2 separate regions of the Sus scrofa genome follow, and region 1 is linked to region 2. Evidence: chromatin contacts called from public Hi-C data. All regions are on one chromosome and are shown on one strand. Each heading gives the region's core, a stretch centred on a gene start, on an enhancer-like site or on the middle of the called end of the contact. The rest is flanking DNA. Distances are from core to core; before and after follow the strand shown. Region 1 overlaps FOXO1 (forkhead box protein O1). Region 2 overlaps LOC102159588 (a long non-coding RNA gene).

Region 1 (3,357 bases), core at 561-3,060, 420 kb before region 2:
GGGCCAGCCTCTTCCAGCAGGAGGGTAGGGACCAGCAGAGCTTAGTCATAACTGCCCCCCAGGGAGACGCCAGGCTGTGGCCTGCTGAAGTGGCCCTGCTCTAACACCTGTCACTGCTTCCCCATCACCAGCTGGCTGAGTCCAGAGCACAGAGAGCCCACAGCTGTGTGTGGTACCCACATGCCAGCAGCCTTGAGAAGGCGTCTGAAGACACAGTGGGCAAGCGTGTTAACCGACCAGTGTTAGTATCAGAATTTCTTCATTAACATCTGCCTGCCACACCTGAGACTCTACCCAGTGAAGGAGAAAGTAGCTTAACTCTTAACCCCAAACTAGGCTGCTTTTCCAGTAACTGACATGTAAAAAAGCCCCATGTTGGTAGGAACAGTACAAGGTATGATTATGAAGAAACGAGACTCACGTTTGTCATATGGGTACGTCTTTAAAACGCAGGCATGTTATTTTATGGATGCTGATGTCCTAATCAGTACTGCAGCCCCAGCTGACAGTGCTTGAGGTAACGCCACCCGCAATCTCATTTAATCTGCGCAAGCGTCCTGTAAATGTAGGCCCAGTTAATCCATTCAACAGGTCCTTGAGTGTCTACTTGGTGATGGAGCTGGGAGGATGCTGTGCACAAGAAAACAGCTGAGGCCCCCGCCCCCTGCACTCATGCAGCTCACAGTGTAGCGGGGAGTTAGACATGGCAGAACCATAGGTGTGGTGAGTCAGCCAGGACTTAGGTTAGCTGCAGGATAGGGTGGGGTTCTCAGAAAGTGCTTCCAGAAGGAAAGGACACTTTGGCTGAGATAGAAATTGTGGGGAGGTGGGGAGTTCCCGTTCAGGCACAGTGGAAACGAATCTGGCTAGTATCCATATGGTTGCGGGTTTGATTCCTGGCCTTGCTCAGTGGGTTAAGGATCCAGTGTCGCTGTGAGCTATGGTGTAGGTCACAGATGCAGCTTGGATCTGGTGTTGCTGTGGTATAAGCTGGCAGCTGCAGCTCCGATTCCATATGCTGCTGGTGTGGTCCTTTAAAAAAGCAAAAAAAAAAAAAAATTGTGGGGAGGCGGCAGCCTTTGGCAGGAAAAAGTTGAGGTCCTGGACAGCCCTGTGTGCATCATCTTCTGTCCTGAGTGGATAGATAGGTGGACTTGTTCCTTCCCCAGGTAGATCATAAAACACCTGGAGGGCAGACTCCGTGACTAATTCATTCTGATGTCCTTCACTATACCCAGCATAAATCAGTCCCAATAAAAGTTACTTGGTGTGAGTTGGTACACGAGTGGGTGGAGAAAAGATGTGGAAGGCATTATACCTTGCCTGTGATGTTTCAGGGATGTCAGTCAAAAAATGTTCATTGATTGAATGTGTAGAGCATCTGTTAGGGGCTTTGAGATTTGGAAATAAAAACACACTCTAGCCCCTTTCTCTTTAAGAGGCTTGGAATCCAGTCCATAGAGTGAACAAAGTGGAACACCTGAGCAGCAGAGCAGGTTGAGCAAGCCAGGGCACAGTGTGTCCAGGGCACCCCTTCCCCCTGGGAGCCACGGACTTCCAAGGGGTCAGGCCCCGCTTGGGGTGGCCAGGGACGCCAGTGGCAGGTGGCAGCGGGGCGAGTGCGGAGGAAAGCAGCTGCACACCAGCAGCCAGCCCCGGCTGCAGAGGAGGACAGCTCGTGCAGGGGAGTTGCCGATTTGTCCTTTTCTCTAACGGTCTCATGTAGAAACTCGGGGTTTGGGTAAGTGATTCACAGTGCACGAGTCTTCTGTCCTCACACCCAGCCTCTCTCCTCACGTGGTATTTGTTCACGGTTGAAGAACTGAACAGCTCAGAGCACTGCTGGTTGCGTGTGACTTTCTGCACAGATCACAGTGAACCGTTCTTTCCCTGCCTCGGCTGCGTCCGCCTCGGCTGGCAGAGATTTGCAGACGTACCATCGTTAATAGCGACACATACGTTTACAAGCTTTACCTATTCAGCACCCCCCTACTCCGACTTCCCTCCCCCCAATTGGAAATCATAGCTTCTTTAATGTCCTACTGGCTGTGTGAAAAACAGGAATTTATGTAACAAGCCCTGCATAGCAAACCTTTTCCTGTTCGGAAAAAAAAAATTTTTTTTAATTGTTGGCAAAGTTAAGAGACAGCTCTGTTGCTCAAAGAGCGACCTGAAATGTCCTCTTAGGAAAGTATGTAGCATAATGTTTTGATAAGTAAGGGATTGCTGTGAGGCCTTTTTTTTGTTTTTGTTTTTTTGTCTTTTTGGTACGTCTAAGTGCTAATAAGTTAGTGTATGTCCCACCTGAGTTAGTGAATATACTTCCTGATCTTTGAAACGATTTCATGGGTGCAGATTCTGCGGTCTTGTTAGAGATGGCCCCTGGTTGCAGTTGCAGATGATCTGATGTAATTAAGTGTCTGTAGGGCAGCGCCAGCCCCTCCCCCAGGCAGTGCAGACAGACGGTCAGGAAGCCACTATCTAGGAAGATCTTCCCCTTTTATCATTAACTAAATGTGACAGGGACCGGAGTCAAACTTCCTTTCCTCCAGAGATCTCATCGAGGCTTATCTGTGAGTCTATTGTGTTCAAAGAACAAGATAGTCGGGATGGAATATTGTGCAAATGCCCAGACTTTCGGCTACAGAGCTTGTCACAGGCTCATTCCAGGTCTCTCCTGGGGCAGGCCTGCGGCTTTAAGGAGGACTGCAGAACTTGGTTTGCTAGTGTTGGCCGGCCCAGCAGAGGAGGCTGTGGTGTGTGCATGTGTGTAAGAACAACCTTCCCATAGGGTCTGGGGAATGTTCCTGGGGTCGAAATAGGACATGAGAGGAATGTAGTGTTCAGCCTTTTTTAGGGATTCTCGTATGTACCTGAAGACCTCAAAGCTGGTCTAGAGTTCGGGATGAGATCTGTAAGTGGGAAGGGAAGAGGAGAATCAGAATCTTGGCAACAGAAGCGAACCCTCACTGCCATCCACTTCCGCACCGGCCTAGCATCCCTCCCGAAGCCCCCATTCAGGGTCAAGGCTGACCCACACTCATCCGGGCCCTGGCAGAAGGGCTTGTCACATAGCTGCTGTGTTGCAATCCTTGGTGGAATGTAGTACAGAGGGTCAGAGGGCGTGGATTTCTCAGCCTTGACTGTCCGGCCTCACTCTGACTTTTGCGTTGCCTTTGAGAAAGTAAGATTCCCCCCCGCCATTTTTTGTTTTCTGTCTTCTTTTAATAAGAATTGTGAGCTCATGGTTTGTGTTGGCCCAACCTGTCCTGCTGTGCAGAGGCTTTGTTCCGGTGCAGTGATAGGCACACAGCATCTGCATCCCACAGTGATGGATGAGGATGTGGGCGTTGTGGC
Region 2 (3,387 bases), core at 251-2,750:
GCTGCGGGTGGATGGAGTTCACTTGGGGGGGTGGTCCTGTAGATGCTTTGGGGACATAAGGAATTTCAGGCTATATCCACGCAGTCCACATGGAGCCAAGAATTAAACAATTGGGGGCTGAATCTAAGCACATAAGGCAGCCAATGTGGAAAATGACTTCAGCCCTCATTGAATTTGGATTCTGCAAATTTGACTGGAGTTACCAAAGAAAAGGAAGATTTGCGTAGAGTGCTCAGAGGTGAACCATGGAGATTAGAGAGGAAGGCTGCCAGGAGAGTCTGCCACAACCACCGTTCCTGGGCCAGGAAGACTGAGGGTTTAGAAGATAGTGGCTGCCAGGCTTACACAGTGCTCTCCCCCAGGGCATCATGGAACACGGCCTCTGAGTGCGTGGGCCTCCAGCCCTTCACCTTGACCTCTGGGGAGCTGCTGGCAGGAGGGCGATGTGACAGCTGGAATAGCAAGTGGGGGACGGTGCTGGGCAAAGCTGGGCCTGCCACTTCCTGGGACAGGAGGGCGTCCCTGGAGACCTGGCTGGGCTCAGGAGGAGCTGGGCTTGGAGCAGCCCCCAGTACATCTGACTGCAGACTGGCCCCCTTCCTCTAGGAGGAAGCCTGGAAGGTGACCAGAGCAAAAACCATCATTTTGCCGCCCTTACTAGTCCATTCTGCAGACACATGCATTCTTTCTATAAGGTTTAAAAAAATAATAAATGAGAGTGTTGTTACAGGTTTCCTTTAGGGACAGTAACAAATGCCTCTTGCATTGGATGTTAGATATGATCGTTTATTCTAACTTCTTTAGGTAGCGATTCCAGATACATCTCTGGAAACTTCCCTTGCTGGAATTCCAATAGGCTTTACTACCTGGAGCTGAGGGAGGAGGCCTCCTTGTCAGCATCTGGAACAGGACCTGAGGGAAACAGCATTTCCAAGAATGAGTACGTGGAACAAGGGTAGAAAAACGTATGCACGTCACCCTGAGTGGAACCTGGGCAGCCTTGGCATGAGGCCTAGCTCATGAGGGTTTATTAGCTAAATACAAAATGATGGACATGTAGGCCAGAGTAGGCTTTGTGTTCCATGGACAGAGTTCAGTGAACAGATTCTGGTTCTCTGAGAGGATGGGTAAGGAGGAGGAAGAAGAAGAAAAAAGGTGGGGAGGGGAGGGGCAAAGGAGAGGGGAGAAATGGCAGCAACATAAGACGCTCTCCTGAATTTTGAGGCCCTAAAACCCGCTGCACTTCCCAAAGGAACTTTCTCAGTGTCACTGCTGCCCGGTCCCTGGTATAGTTCACGTGCTGTAGTTAGAAGCCATCCTGGGTTTGTCAGCTGCCCCACTAGGCCTGTGACCTTTGGCGGGAATAGCATGTGTTTGCTCCCACCCGACTCCCGGCGGCAAGTGCTCTTAGATAAAGCTGTCCTCTCAAGGCCGTCTCTCCGCGGATAACCTTTGGGGCGCTCACGCTCAGCTTTCCTGCTTTGGAGACCTTCCTCGTCCAATCTGCCTTATCACTGGGAAAACTTGACCTCCAGCACACAAAGCGTCCCAGGGCACACAAAGCGGGGGGAATGGAACTTTCTGACTTGAAAGTCAGTCTGGCTTTGCGTAGCTTTGAAACGGGCCATTTGTGTTTGGAAACTGCAAAGTTCTGTGCGTGCTGACCTGCAAACACAGATACCAAGAAATTCTGAGGCCGGAGTGTGCACGTCCCTGGGATGAGGGCGATTTGAGTTGCATAATAATAAAAGCTGGCACTGCCTGCTTAGGCTTTTGCCTTCTCCAAAGGCAGGCCTCTAGTCTTGGGGCTTTGGTCCCAGGGAAAAGAGCACAGGCTTTTGAAAATAAAGTGTATCGCCAACCATGCGAACTTGGGTGTGCTGCTTTGCTCAGGAAGCCAAGCTCTAGTTTTATCAGATACAATAAGGAACGATGTCTCCTTCACAGGATTTTTGAGAGGATGAAACAAGGTAATAAATGCTTTCTAAGAGCTTCCCCAGTGTTTTATTTCTTCCCCCATTTTATAGATAAAGACATTGAGGTCCAGAAAGGTTAAGTGACTTGTCCAAGCCAGGAAGTTTTGTATTCTGGAGCTTAGGTCAAAAGAGGTGGTCAAGAAATGCCCATTAAAATCAGATTAACATTGTTTTACTATGAGTCTATCTCCTTCAGAAATTTGCCTTTTGGGCTAAAGGAACCATGGTGTTCTTTAATATTTTCACAAAGTGTTTTAGATTCGACTTTCTTCTGTTAGACATTCTGAGAGATAAAAGGGACAATGAACCCCTCTTGCATCTGTTCTGTGATCTTCGTAATACAGAAATTTTAACAGAGTTAATCCACAGCCATAGACAGAAAATGAGGAAAGCATGAACAAACACAGACCTTGGTATAGCGTTTTGCAAACAGAACGTGTCCAATAAGTATACGTTGATCGGGTGTTTAGAAAGATCAGTCTCTGATATTCTGGTAGAAGGCCAACAAGGCCTGGAAAAGAAAACAGACATTTCATGTTGCTGTAAGCGTCCCACTCTGGAGGAAAATAAACAGAGAGTTATGACAACAGGGCTGGGGTCAATGTGACACTCTAAGAACTACAAAATCGAATCGGTTATTTTGGCAAAGGGAGTTCTAGACGCTTGCAGCAATACCAGATGATGTTTGTTTCAACAAGATTATTATAATGTATCTCTTGGATTAAGTTTTTCCTATTACAAGGACATTGTGTCGGATTCAGCTAAAATAAACTAATGCTGACTCTGCCTTCCCGATATAGCTGCTTTTCAACTTTCAAAAGCCCACTTAAACATCTTTACACATTATTGCCTTTCTGACTTGATTCCTGAGAACAACTATGTGGAATAAACTAAGCAAGTATTTTTATTTGTGATCTTTACAGAATAACGATGAGGAGCTAGTGTATCTTAGGTCCTTCTAGTAAAGTGGCTGGTGTATAATGGGTCCTTAATAAACAAATATTCACTATCACTGAGTGTTTGTGGTGAGTGTGAGAGACTGCTACTCACTTGCTGAGTGACTTTGGGCAAGTTTTTCAAGCACTTCGGCCTCAGTTTCATGATCTGGGATATGGGAATAATAACTAGGCTAATAACCTTAGGAGGTTATTGTGAAGATCACCCGCATTGATGCATTTGGAGCAGGGCTGGTGCATCCGAATGCTCGATACATTACTGAGTAGTATTTGTACCTATCTCAGAGTCACCTCTCAAGTCATTGGTGGTACCACAATTTGAACTCAGGTTTCTGGCTTGAGAGCCTGGGTCACCTATTCCTATTTGTTTTGAATGAGTAACCTCCCAAATAAGTGATGAAATAACCTAGAGTCACACAGTAAGATAATGGCCTGAATCCACGCCTCCAGTCACT

What was found. A called contact is a pair of places that touch in the nucleus more often than the background predicts.
Region 1: a contact with region 2 is called in a Hi-C map of liver, with 1.8 times the contacts expected there. The contact joins two enhancer-like sites. A contact is called at or near these places in 3 of 47 Hi-C or Micro-C datasets (epiblast stem cells and liver).

Annotation. Positions count from the first base shown.
Region 1 is chr11:15,324,009-15,327,365 of Sscrofa11.1, reverse strand. The region is part of intron 1 of FOXO1 (forkhead box protein O1); the gene reads left to right. Among named protein-coding and RNA genes, the nearest start is that of FOXO1, 84 kb to the left of the region's middle. Within about 2 kb of position 1,810, at least 31 of the 83 cell types and tissues checked have an H3K27ac peak or open chromatin away from gene starts, as enhancers often do. A contact at or near this core is called in liver, where this site is marked.
Region 2 is chr11:14,899,219-14,902,605 of Sscrofa11.1, reverse strand. All of the region lies in intron 2 of LOC102159588 (a long non-coding RNA gene), which reads left to right. Among named protein-coding and RNA genes, the nearest start is that of COG6, 320 kb to the right of the region's middle. Within about 2 kb of position 1,500, at least 11 of the 83 cell types and tissues checked have an H3K27ac peak or open chromatin away from gene starts, as enhancers often do. A contact at or near this core is called in liver, where this site is marked.